Regions from separate parts of the Mus musculus genome. Here all the other regions are linked to region 1. Evidence: chromatin contacts called from public Hi-C and Micro-C data. All regions are on one chromosome and are shown on one strand. Each heading gives the region's core, a stretch centred on a gene start, on an enhancer-like site or on the middle of the called end of the contact. The rest is flanking DNA. Distances are from core to core; before and after follow the strand shown.

Evidence for each region. A called contact is a pair of places that touch in the nucleus more often than the background predicts.
Region 2: a Hi-C map of cortical neurons shows a contact between it and region 1, with 2.8 times the contacts expected there. The contact joins the enhancer-like site here to the promoter of Gpr52 in region 1. A contact is called at or near these places in 3 of 15 datasets of contacts at CTCF or cohesin (the NIH/3T3 cell line and large pre-B cells), 56 of 484 Hi-C or Micro-C datasets (the AML12 cell line, the C10 cell line, the C2C12 cell line and 32 more), 8 of 115 datasets of contacts at active chromatin or transcription factors (the NIH/3T3 cell line, astrocytes, bone marrow-derived dendritic cells and 3 more) and 3 of 9 other capture datasets (adipose tissue, macrophages and pancreatic islet).
Region 3: a Micro-C map of the G1E-ER4 cell line shows a contact between it and region 1, with 5 times the contacts expected there. The contact joins the enhancer-like site here to the promoter of Gpr52 in region 1. A contact is called at or near these places in 1 of 39 promoter capture datasets (embryonic stem cells), 9 of 15 datasets of contacts at CTCF or cohesin (CD8 T cells, the G1E-ER4 cell line, the NIH/3T3 cell line and 4 more), 204 of 484 Hi-C or Micro-C datasets (3T3-L1-derived adipocytes, the AML12 cell line, the AtT-20 cell line and 92 more), 24 of 115 datasets of contacts at active chromatin or transcription factors (the 230-238 cell line, astrocytes, a beta-TC-6 cell line and 10 more) and 4 of 9 other capture datasets (adipose tissue, embryonic stem cells, liver and 1 more).

The regions. Positions count from the first base shown.
Region 1 is chr1:160,577,388-160,581,721 of GRCm38.p6, reverse strand. Gpr52 (G protein-coupled receptor 52) reads left to right here and starts at 2,018. Exons shown (of 2, transcript NM_001146330.2): 1 at 2,018-2,557; 2 at 3,750-4,334. The coding sequence starts at 3,969. The region is part of intron 13 of Rabgap1l (RAB GTPase activating protein 1-like); the gene reads left to right.
Region 2 is chr1:160,403,252-160,407,585 of GRCm38.p6, reverse strand. The region is part of intron 17 of Rabgap1l (RAB GTPase activating protein 1-like); the gene reads left to right. Among named protein-coding and RNA genes, the nearest start is that of Mir1927, 110 kb to the right of the region's middle. Within about 2 kb of position 2,460, at least 2 of the 459 cell types and tissues checked have an H3K27ac peak or open chromatin away from gene starts, as enhancers often do. A contact at or near this core is called in the HL-1 cell line and cortical neurons, where this site is marked.
Region 3 is chr1:160,713,106-160,717,439 of GRCm38.p6, reverse strand. All of the region lies in intron 7 of Rabgap1l (RAB GTPase activating protein 1-like), which reads left to right. Among named protein-coding and RNA genes, the nearest start is that of Gm23528, 70 kb to the right of the region's middle. Within about 2 kb of position 2,494, at least 5 of the 459 cell types and tissues checked have an H3K27ac peak or open chromatin away from gene starts, as enhancers often do. A contact at or near this core is called in the G1E-ER4 cell line and rod photoreceptor, where this site is marked.

The DNA.
Region 1 (4,334 bases), core at 769-3,268:
TGAAAATTTATTGTAATGTTTAAGAATATTATCTCACTCGATTTAAATGATTTTATCTGTTTAAATACAATGTTTCCCTATAAAATAATACTTTTAAACTTCTGCATTACACATATTTATTTTTCAAAACTAAACATATTCATCTTAAGATTTACTATTCTAACTTGTCTCATAAATATTTCTGTTGAGATGTGTACTATCTTTCTGTATTTTATTCCACCCATGGAGATTTTAAAAATAACACAGTCTTCCAGAAAGACAATTTAATATGGGGGACAGAATAGGCTTTCTGTGTTTTATAAACCATTTTTTTATAAAACCTGAAGAGATCTTCCTAACATTTTCTGAATGGCAGCCATTAGTAGAAAGAGGAGGATGTGACTTAGTGGTACAGGGTTAGAAATGGCGGGTCTAACCCTGTCTAGTCTCAGGGTCTTAAGGGTCCTGGAGTCAAGCCGTGCTTCCTTCTCAAGTTCCCTCTTTGCCCTTTGTGGAGCAGTTAATGTACTTGTTGCATAAAAATTCACTCTTTTACAATTTATTATATGTAGTAACTAATTAAATGGGGGGAGAGAAAGAAGAAAAAGAGAGGGAAGAAAGAGAGGGGGAAGAGAAAGTAAGAAAAAGGAGAAGGAAAGGAAGGAGGGAAGGAGGGAGAGAGGAGAGGAGGGAGGAGGAGAGGTGCCCTCTAGCTCCCATGACAGGCTTGTGCTAGGGTGCACATGTGGATGCCAGTGGAAAACCTGTGGAGTCAGTTCTGTCCTTCCACAACGTCATGGTGGAGTGTCACAGTGGTTCGTGACAAGTGCCTGTTACCTGCTGAGCCATCTCAGGCTTGAGATTTAAGAATTTTTTTTTAAATTGGGTATTTATTTCTTTTACATTTCCAATGCTATCCCAAAAGTCCCCCACAGGCTTCCCCCACCCACCTACTCCCACTTCTTGGCCCTAGCATTTCCCTGTACTGAGGCAGATAAACAATGTATAAAAGCCCATTGCAAAATTTTTGGCCTATAGGACATGTTTTTAACAAGTATTGCCTTCCATTTGTATTTTTATTTTCCTGATTTGTTTTTAATCCTATAACAATTGTAAAATTTGTTTAGTAGTTTTTTTTTCAAATGTATTGAACTATGAGAGAGAGGCTTAAAATAAATGAATGTAGTATGTAAACCTAAATAAAACTGTTTTAATATACATTAAATACTTGTGTAAATATTTACTTTGTTCTACTAACTTAAATATATGTAATTCAAGCACGGTGGGATGAATTTCTTTAGCTCTGACATCTTTAGTGTAGTAAGATACACATAGACTAAGTGTTTCTGTTTATTCTGATGCTCCCTGTCTTCTGAGATCATATTTGACCCAGGTATTTCTTCAGACAGGTTTCACTGTCATGGTCCAATCCTAGTGTTCTGTTGTTCCGGTCCGTGTGCTAAGCTCAGCACATTCGTGTGGGTGTGGCAGGTACTGAAGAGACGATTAGCTGACTTTTAATTTCTAATAAAAATATGACTGTTCATTTTATAGTGAAAAAACAGTAGTTATATCATTTAGTTCATGGGAGACTTAAATGATTTTTAATAATTCATGTTTTTTCTACCAAAGAGTATTATATTACTGCTGACTTTTAGTGTCATAGTACCTTGTGGTAGTTTCTCTACAAGGTTTAAAGGGATATGCCAGTTTTGTTCCCCTAGTACTATTCATAAGAAATAATTTCTGCAAATGCTTTAAGGGGAATGCCTCCACAAGTCCTTAAGTACCGTTTACATATTATGAGGATTGGTCAGTTTCATTGTCTTCTTTTGTCAATTTTGATTCGAGATCGCAGAGTAAGTCTATAAGCCTGCATGTGCCTGGCAACTGTTACCTAGTGACAGTTTCAGCTGCAGTAGCCATTGGCTGTGCTGTAGATTGGGGCAGGAGGACCGAGTCACCTTTCTGATGGTGAGTTCTTCTCCATCAGCTCAGGAGGAGGAGGAGGAGGAAGGGGAGGGGGAGGAGGAAGAGCAGCAGCAGCAGACAGTGGCTCAGGTGGAGGCAGCAAGACTGAGAAACTGTAAAGAATCTCCCGGCAGCTTCCCGATAGCTGCATCACAGTAAATCGGACTTCTGAATCTAGCAACCCAGTCTCGCAGCCGATCAGAGTGAATGTCCATGAGAAGCATCACCTTATTCCTGTAACGAGAACTATTTTCTGATAAGTGGAACTCAGCATGTCCAAGGAGGACTAGCCCGTGGCTGACAGAAAAGGACTGCCTGAATGATGTGTTGCTGCACGAGACAATAACTTTGAGAAGAATGCTTTCTGTTAAGCTGCTACATTGTTCCTGAAGGAAAGGTTTTCATTTCTAGTGCATGCTAGTTCTTCAAAAGCTGTGACAACAAAGAGTGACAAGAGACTCCCTGAATTGTTTATACTTGGGGGAAAGACTTTGGCAAATGTTAACACGGTGCCAGAATGACCTTGGAAGCCTTTCGGATGGATTCTGCCCTGCCACAATCGCAGTATGTCAAAGTCCAGGATTTAAATCCATCTTGATGTTTTGAGGTATTTTAAAACAAGACTATTTCCCAAACTACCTGATGGCCCTGCTTTAATTGTGCTTTTGCTTAAAATAGAATACAGAAATAAACAAGATATTTTCTTAACATATGACTGTTAATAACTGCAAATATAAAAAACAAGGTAATTTTCCACTTTCAAATATTTAGTTGAAGTAATGATTGGATGTGTTAGTCATCGAATGGAAGTAAGAAAGGTCTAACAAATTGGAATATAAAGCCTGCTAGAAAGACTTGAGAAAGAGATAACAGCAGCATCTTTAGTGAGATGTCCTCAGTGTACAGGGTGGTTTCCATTATGGTGTAAATTTCATCTATATTTATGAGATTTGGGCATTGTTGCAAATGTGAGGAGTTACTTCAAGCTATATACTTTATTATGCTTTTCTATAAGGAAATATATTAAATAATGAAAGTTATTCTCAGTTATAGATGCTGAAGTTAATACCAAAGATTTTATTTTGAAATAGAAGAGATATAAATTACAGTGCTGTTAGCAGCACCAACAACTGGGGTGGTATAAAGCTGTTTTCATATAAATGTTTAAAGAACAAATACAGAATCAGGACTTCAGAAGTTTTCCCTATTTTTTAGTTTTAGGTGTTATCACACTGTTTCATTGTGTAATATATTCCCCACTGGAAATTACATTTTATTTTCATAAGCATTATATAGAAATCTGGAGCCTGACTTTTACTGCCAGTGTATTTCATTGTGTCCACACAAATGAATCTTTTGGAATTAGACTTGACAGAATTGTTGTTCTTACCTTTTAAAAAATGTAAGAGAAATGGCTCCTAAAGTTTTCCCATCCGCATCAGATGTGAACCTCCGAGACCAAGGACACTCTGTCATGAACTTTTTCTTGGCTTTCCATCTAAAACTAAGATCTTAATTATTTAAATTATAAAATATGAGTGGTTTTCATCACAGCTCATCACAGTAGAAGCAAAAGATCTCAGGCAATTTAGGATTGTTTCTTTCATTTTTCATTCTAATTGATTTCTAAGAAACTTTCTCTTAAGAGAAACATTTCTTCCCCTGATTTTTTTTTTTTTACAAATTAAATTTCATAGTACTAGCTAATAAATCTATTTTCTGTAGAAGTGCCTGTATCTGCAAAAGTTGCTTGCACGCATGGGAGGGAGCTAACCAGAGACCTCTTTTCACCTTTCTAGCTCACCCTCCTCCCTTATCCCCCAAAGCTGAGATGTGCCACTGGTGAACTAAGGCTGATGAAGAAACCTGAGCACACTGTGGGATGCTCAGCTGTAATACAGGCACTGGCACTTTCTACTGAAGCAGGTTCTGAGACACTGATTTGCAGAGTTTAACAGATGCTGGCCCGGGCACCTGCTTGTTGGAGCCAAAGCTGCAAACTCCCTTAATTTCAAGCCATGAATGAATCCAGGTGGACTGAATGGAGGATCCTGAACATGAGCAGTAGCATTGTGAATGTGTCCGAGCACCACTCCTGCCCTCTTGGATTTGGTCACTACAGTGTGGAGGATGTCTGCATCTTTGAGACAGTTGTCATTGTCTTGCTGACATTTCTGATCATCTCTGGGAATTTAACAGTCATCTTTGTCTTTCACTGTGCTCCGCTGTTACACCATTATACTACCAGCTACTTTATACAGACCATGGCATACGCTGACCTCCTCGTTGGAGTTACCTGCTTGGTTCCTACTCTGTCCCTTCTTCATTACTCTACAGGTGTCCATGAGTCATTGACTTGCCAGGTGTTTGGATATATTATTTCA
Region 2 (4,334 bases), core at 1,211-3,710, 170 kb after region 1:
TATCTGTGACATTGCCCAGTTAAGCTCTAGAATGAGTATAAACTGGGACCGTGTACGGAAAGTAGTGAGGGCACAGGGAGCCAGTGAGCATTGGAAGCCCTACTTCACAAGCTGGTCCCTCATGGGCATGCCTTGCAGCCTTCCTGGCTGTAAGAGGGTGCAGATGCCCCTTCTCCTCATCTCTCAGCAGGGCTGCTCTGCTCCCACATACAGTTCTTTCCTCCCTGCACTGTATCTCAACCTTTGTGTTTGTTCCTTAAACCTTTTTCAAGCTACCACTGATCTGTCAGTTCCAGACCCCACCCAACTCGTGTGTGTGTGTGTGTGTGTGTGTGTGTGTGTGTGTGTGAGAGAGAGAGAGAGAGAGAGAGAGAGAGAGAGTGAGAGAGAGACAGAGACAGAGACACAGAGACACAGAGAGAGACACAGAGAGAGAGACAGACAGAGAGAGACATGGAGAGGGAGAGAGAGAAAGAAAGAGAAACCTTTACTGGTCTCTCCAAAGACTGACCCTTATTTCTAATAGTGGGCATCCCTGTGACACTTCCTGTTACCTCTAACACCTCCATCCATCCCCTTCTAATATTTTCATTCATTCTTTTTTTGTTTTGTTTTGTTTTTTTGTTTTTTTGAGACAGGGTTTCTCTGTGTAGCCCTGGCTGTCCTGGAACTCACTCTGTAGACCAGGCTGGCCTCGAACTCAGAAATCCGCCTGCCTCTGCCTCCCAAGTGCTGGGATTAAAGGCGTGCGCCACCAAGCCCAGCTCATTCATTCTTTTGAACATAAACTATACATGAACAGTAAATTAAGTCAACCTTAGATTCTGATGTAATGAGCTTATAAAATGTAAGTTAAAAATAGAAACGGTAAAGGACTTTGAGCAGAAAAATATTGATCTGATCTTCTCTCCCATCCTTTCTCTTTCTCCTGTCCCTGTCTCTCTCCTCTCTTCTCAACTTGCTGTATTGCCTGTAATGTCCCAGAACGTCTGTGTTCAAGCAAGCTTTCTGCTTCAGCCGGGCCACTTGAATGCTTGGGACTAGAGGTGCATGCCACCATATCCAGCATTTTTTTAAAGGGGGGCTACTCAGACTACTCCCCATACAGTAGTAGGGGAATGACTGGAGTTCCAAGAACAGAAACAAGGAGGCAAGGGCAAAGGCCTATCAGCAGGGGTCAAGGGATGGTGGGGCTGGAGAGATGGCTCAAAGGGCATGAGTGCTTCCTGCACAGGTAGGAGCACCTGAGTTTTGATCTTAGCATTCATATACAAAGCTGGCCTTGGCAGTGTACATCTCTAACCCTGGCATGTGGGGCATGGAGACAGGAAGAGGTCCAGATTCAGTAAGAGACCTCATCTCAAAGGAATAAAGCAGAGTGCTACAGAGTAGGACACCAGGTTCCTCCTCTGACTTCTGCACATACATGCACAGCATAGGCACCTATGTATGCATGTGCATGCATACTGTGTACATACATCACATATTTAACACAGACACACATGATGTCTTGCATAGACTGGGAAATTAGAGATAATAAGTAGTTGAATATGCAATATATTCTTTAAAATAAAGCTCCTGAGATGTATTGATGAGTGAGTCTGCATTGAATAAAAACCTTTCTGGTAGAACATCTGGGAAAAGTAGGCATACATGTTAAAGTTAGGTGGGGAGGACCTTTTTCTTCCTTTAATTTACTTTTCTTAATTAAAAATGCAGAAATGAGCTGGGCAGTGGTTGTTGCACACCTTCAATCCAGCACTGGGAGGCAGATGCAGTAGGATCTCTGAGTTCGAGGCCTGCCTGGTATACAAAATTACTTCTGGTGCAGCCAGGGCTACAGAGAGAATACCTGTCTCAATAAAAAAATACAATAAAATAAAATAAAATAAGGAAACTAAAGTAAGATAAGCATAAATGAGGCTGGTGGTATAGCTCCATGGTAGAGTTCTTATCTAGCATAAAAAAAGGCCCTGGGTTCATCTCCAGTAACATAAGTGCACAGACACACAGACATACACACGACCAGTGTTTCCTGAAGCTAGTTTTACACTGTTAAAACCTGCATAGTGGTATGTAATGAACTAAAACATATGAGGGATGATCACATCCATATTGGATTTCCTTACTCCTTATTCCAGGATGGGAGTCAAAAAATATAACATTTGACAAATCCTCCTGCCATTCTTCCCCAGTGTCCCTCGTTTATGTACTTAGGAGTCTTATACAGAGAGACGCTGAGGCACTTACTTACCAAGCTAACGGGCAGCAGAGCTGGACTGTAATAGGTTCCCTCTGAAGCTTTGGCCTAGGGACGGACAGACTCAAACTGCGGAGTATTAAGCTGAATTTACTATGTGTAGATAGAAATGGATTGAACAGGACTTCTAGTGCCTTTCCCCACAGTTACAGACATTTTCCAGCTACCAGGATAGTCTAGTTTCTATGGTATCCTTTACTAATTAGGCCTTTGTGCTTCGTTCTATACCACTCCTGTCATATTTTCCTTTCCAGGTTGTTTCATAGAGCTCAGACTAATTAACTGAACTAATTCTTCCATCTTTTCTTAAAAAAGGAACACCTCCTCTCTCTGGAAGGCAGACCTGTGATTTCCAGTATAATTTCTTGATGTGAGAACAGCATTTCTTGGAAAAGCTCTTTTAGTATGAGTGGCTTAATGATCCTCCCCTTTTCCATGGATGCTTTCTCTCCTGGGTTTCTATAAAAGAAACTGTCTCTGTCTCTCAGTTTATGGTATCAGTGTGAGTGTGCTAAACTATATCAGGAAGTTAGCAAATGACTATCCATGCTTCATTGAACCAGAACTCATGGTTTGCCCCTTTAATTATATTGCTCAATTGAAAATATCCATAAGGTCTTTTTTGTTTTGCCTTCTGAAAGTGGAGTAGGTAATTATTATGCTTCACGGGACAGAGGCTACAGATTTCAGCTATCCCTGACTTGTGGATGGATGGGTAGATAGATAGATAGTTAGATAGATAGATAGATAGATAGATAGATAGATAGATAGATAGATAGATAGATAGATAGATAGATAGATAGATATTGGGAGCATGCAGTCTTACATCATTGTGTTTACTATGATTTTGCCTGAAAAGAACATGTAAACCTATATCAGTAAAAACTTTGCCAATTTAGAATGTTTCCATCCAGGAAAACCAGCGGTTCATCAGAGTACTGTGTTACATTAAAAAAAAAAAATGTCCCTATTTTTGGGGGAACCTCTTCAAGCTCAGCTGCCACCAAAGAGCATGCACCATGCTGACCAGCCCCCCAGGCTTCTTAGCTGAACCCAAGGCATGGATATTGGCCCTGCCCATGAGTTGTGTTACTGTGAGTCACTCAAGCAAAAAAGCAGGTAGCTTTATGAAGCTCAGTGGAGTCTGGTCCTTACTAACAGATGATGCAACCACTCTCAACAGTGTTGTTTTTGTATCAGTTTTTGTGCAGCGATGAATGTATTTATTTCTCAGACTTAGGGCAAGCTAGCGGAGCAGGCCCAGCTCTGCCAATGCCCATTCCCTCCAGACTGAGCTTAAGGGCTCTTCCAAGATTGTAAAAAGGAAAAGATGAACATGTCAGATTCTCAGACTTGCAGCATAGCCATACACCTCAACTGTGACTCCTGACCTCATGTGGCCCAGGAAGTGTGTTTTCTGTACATCAACACTGAGAGAAGTCAGGTCCCCACCTGCTGCCCACACTGTCAGTATCTACTGGACCTCAGGTCTTTGTGCAGGAGTGCAATCTGCTGGGCTGTCTGTCAGCAGGCAGACTGCTGCCTTCCTGAGTAGGGGAAACCCTGGGCAGCCGGGAGGGAAGGCCTCAGGGAGCAAGTGCTATGAATGAAGGCAGAAGCCAGAGCAAGACCTGTAAAGAATGGACAGGCTTTCAAAGCCCTACTGTGCTCTACTAAAGGGGCCAAGGTCTTCCTTTCCCCAGTCACGATGGGGCCAATGATACTGAAACTGAAATGGGTGCCAGGAATGAGGGATAGAGAGGGACCTGACCTCAGTCTGACATTCCAGCCCAGGAAAGGGTGGGAGCTTTGGATCCGTGCTGCCCAGGGCCCCTTCCTAGGAAACCTGCAGCTTCAGTCACCTTACTTTAGCTTTCTACCAGGGACCCCTCCCCTACCTCACCTTGCTATTTATTGCTGTAATTTATTGACCTGCATATAAATGCTGCATAACACTTGGGTCAGAGAGAGTTCCCAGGGTCCTCCCCTCCACTTGGTGGAGCCCCATGGGGCCAGGTGCTGAGAGGAACCCCCTGTACCCACCCGTCAGTTGTTTCTTCCAGGAGCCCCAGGT
Region 3 (4,334 bases), core at 1,245-3,744, 140 kb before region 1:
TGACCTATGGAGTGTAGGTGCTGTGATTGTGTATGTTTCACTGCTGAGGCATGGAGGTTTGACAGTCGTCAGACGGATGATTCTGAGTTGAGACGTTCTACTACTAAAATTCATGTTTCTCTTTCCTGCTTCGTTTTGAAAAGATAATGGAGTATATAAAATTTTATTGGCTAAATGTTTTGAAACATGAAATACATTATTTAACTCTGTCTGTACTGTACTATATTTTAAAAGAAGAGAAATGAGAACTGCTCCCTGTCTCCACAATATCTGTTGTATTTTCCTTTCCTGACTTACCCATGTTGACATATAAATGTGACATATGAAGCTGTAAGACCTGAGGGAAGAGATGTTACTGCACTGTTCTGTTTCTAGGGTTATCTTCTTGTGTGTTGCTTACATTTTTCTTGGCCATTCTCAATTTTTATTTTTAAATTTTTTGTTTGTACATATATGTATGACTGATGTTTGAATATGTGTACGCAGCAGAGTCATGGAAGTGGCTTTCTCCTTCCACCTCTGTGTGACTCCCAGGATAGCATGTCTTGGGATAGAATGAAGGTTGTCAGCTGTGGGTTTTGAATGAGATATCTCCAATAATATCAGGCATTTGAACACTTGATTCCCAGTTGATGGTTCTGTTTGGGAAGTTTAGGGAGGTTATGTTTGTTGGAGGAAGTATATCACTGGATGCTAGCTTTGAGAGTTTAAGGGCTGCTGTTGTTTCAGGTTGTCTCTCTCTGCTTTGTGACTCTGGTTCAAGCTATGAGCTCACAGCTCCCCTCTACTACTGCAATGCCTTCACTGCATAATCACAGAATTAGCTCTCTAGAGTCATAAGACCAAATAAACTCTTTGTTCTTTAAGTTGCCTTAGTCCTGGTGGTTCATTACAGTGTCACAAAAGTAAATAATACCAATGCTGTTATCAGAGTGGGCTATTGCTGTGACAGACCTGACTGTGTTGTGTTTCTGAGAAATGTGGAAGACTTTGAATGTTGGAGTCAGAACACAATTGAACACCATAGAGGAGCTTACTGGGTCATTATGATGGGAGCTTGGAAGACAGTAGTGCTGTACATTATTCCCTGCCAGACAAATATGTGGCAAAGGTTTTCTCTCAGCTTGTAGGCAGTCTCTTTATGTTGGTAATCATTTTTAATTTTGATTTAATTTGTATTTAATTTTTATATAGTCTCATGTATAATCCATGCTGGTATGTGTTGGACTGTTAGAGTCATATTCAGGAAGTTTTTTTGCCTTTACCTATATCACTCTCTTGTTTGTGTCTTTGAAACACATTCTTTCACTTCCTGTCGCACTGCCTGACTTGGGACTCACTGTGTAGATCAGGATAGCTTTAAACTTACAGGAATTCTCCTGTCTCAGCCTTCTGAATGCTGATAAAAATGTATACTCAACAGCTATTGTATGAAATGTTTTCAGTATATTCATTGTCTGATTGCTTTGTTCCATGACTCAGTTTACATGTTTGCTTGTGGATTTTCTTTTTAAATGATTTGTCCACATAGAAAAGTTCAAGTCTGACCCATTTACTATACTTAAGTATCCTTCTCCCTTTATATTTAACAATGCGTACTTTTATGTGTTTGGAAAACACGGTTACATGTGTTGCCTCTTGTTGACTTGGCCCTTTTATCAATAATGAACTTCATTAACTCTTTACATCTTCTCGATGTTTACTTTCTCTGAAATTATTGCTATTGTTGCTCATATTTTGTGTTCTCTCTCTCTCTCTCTCTCTCTCTCTCTCTCTCTCTCTCTGTGTCTCCGTCTCCCCCCCCCCCCCACATTTTTTCTAGCCCTTTACTCTCAGTCTATGCTTTTCTTTGCCTACAACTAGGATTGTGCCACCACGCCTGGCTTATGTAATGTATTCTTATATGCTGATTAATGTCTTAAGAGTTCATTTTATTGTTGATAATTTGTTTGTTTGTTTTGGATTGCCATTTGAAATAGGTCTTACTATCTATCCCTGGTTGGCTAGGAACTTATAGTGTAGACCAGGTTGGCCTTGAACTAACAAAGATTCATCTGCCTTTGCCTATGACCAATGGGATTAAGAGTCTGTGCTCCCCTGCTTGGTGGAGTAAACTAGAAAACAATCCTTAGTTTGAAAATGTATAGATTTAGAGGAAATTGTATCAACATTACAAAGAGGTTTCATGTGCAGGTATCCAATTCTCACCAGTGGAAACCCTTGCATAGCTATAGTTCAGTATCACAAGTAAGAAATTGACATTAACAAAATCTGCAGACCTCAGACCTCTTTTAATTTTTTTTTTTTTTTTTTTTTGGTAAACAGCATCCTACTATGTTATAGTACACATTTCTCAATTTATTGGTTTAAATATTTGTGTAAACTGTGAAATCTTTATAGTATTCTATATGTCATTTGTCAGTTTATTCTTGTCTCCAAATCTCTCATACCTGATTCATGGAACTTTAGACAGTTCTCCTTTTCCAGAAAACACAATATTCAACAGTGGCAGTAGAGGGTGCTGGAGGGACACTTCAGGGAGAAAGTGTGTTCCCCTTCTGATGTGCTGTGATTATTTTTCTTGTTTTTGCCACAGATCTGGGAATGATGCTGGATGCTAGTTGTACATGCATGCAGTCTCTCCATGGTCTCATGCCTTTGGTTTTGTCACAGTCAGCCAACCATGCTAACCTCTCAATATGGACATAGTGTGCTCTGGGCTCTGTACCACATTGGATATGTGTTGGCATCAGAAATCTTGATTTTCTTTGCTTTTCTGCTGGCACACCTAGCCGCCAGCTTATTGACTTACCTGGAGGGTACAGCAAGCTTTGCTATCCAAAGGGCTGCAATTACTTTTGCCTGTATAGGATGATCTGAATGTCAGGAAAAAAAATCTTCCCCATCCTTTTCAATTTTATTTTTACTTGGGATACTTTCCCTTTATCCTCCTACTACAGTAAATGATTCTTTTTAAAATTTTAACTTTTTAAAATAATTTTTAATTATGTCTATGTGCTTATATAGGGATATATGCACAGAGGTGTAGGTGCTCTCAGAGGCTAGAGGAGTTGGTTTCCCTGTGGCTAGAATTACAGGTGGTTGTGGATGCTGAGAGTCAGACTTGAGTCCTCTGGAAAAACAATATGTGCTGTTAATTTTCTGAGGCATCTCTCCAGTCTTGAAGAATTTCTTTGTAGTATACCTTTCCTGTTCAGAGTATTGTGTGCTCTATGCCATTATTGGATCTCGGTTGACAGATTAATCGGACTAGTTTCTAATATTAGCCAGTCCCACAGATAAAGCTTCTAATACTTTTCTGAGGGAGCAAAACAGACAAGCCAGCAGAACCCAAGTAATTATTTTAGATAGCCGTAAGTGTCATGAAACTGATAAGGTAACAACTTCCTGCTGGTCGGTTTTTACTATGTGTCTATCTCATTCCAGGTTTCTCATATATAGACTTGTTTATACCAAAGCAAGAGCCACAAAGTGTTTTTTTCTTATTTCTTTTGGCATGGTACTACAGAATAGTATTTACCTTGGTAAGAAACATGGCTTGTTAATAAGGCAGCAGTGAACGAGAGCACCTTGCTTTTCTTTCCAAAGCCTTTCTCTTTGACATCTGTGGGACCTTTTAGGGCAGATAAATTAGGAATACATTTATATACTTACAGAAAGAGTAAAATTGTTTTTATTTTACTAATAAAACATTGCTTAGTTAATAACATTTTATCCTTATTTTTAATAGAATCTTTTAAAAAGGGCTTATGTATATGTCCACATGTCTGTCATGTGTGTGTCTGTACCCTTGGGAGGACATCAGCCCTCCTGGAGCTGGAGCTACATGTGATTGTGAGCCATCTGAAGTGGGTGCTGAAAACTGAACTCCGGTTGGCTGGATGGAGTGGCATTTGCTCTTAGATGCTGAAATATCTCTTCAACCACCTTAATGGAAGCATTGAAGAGGGAAAAAAGTATTTACAAAAAATATTTGGAACCTTCTGAGGGGAGAGAAAAAAACCTAATAATACTATTTTAATTTAGTAGGGCAGAAAATGGAGAGTTCTCCCATGCTCATGGCTTGGTAGAATTAACATCATAAAAATAGCATCCTACCAAAAGCAATCTATAGATTCAATGTACATAGCAGGTCTGAGTCAGCCTGGAATACATGATACCCTATCTCAACAACAAACAGACAATCAAACAAGCAGGCGAGTGTTGGAGAGCTGGCTGGCTTTTAAGAGCCTGCTTCTCTTTGCAGAAGCCCTGAGTTTTATTCTCAACACCCATATCAGGTGGCATACAACCACCTGAACTGCAGCTCAAGG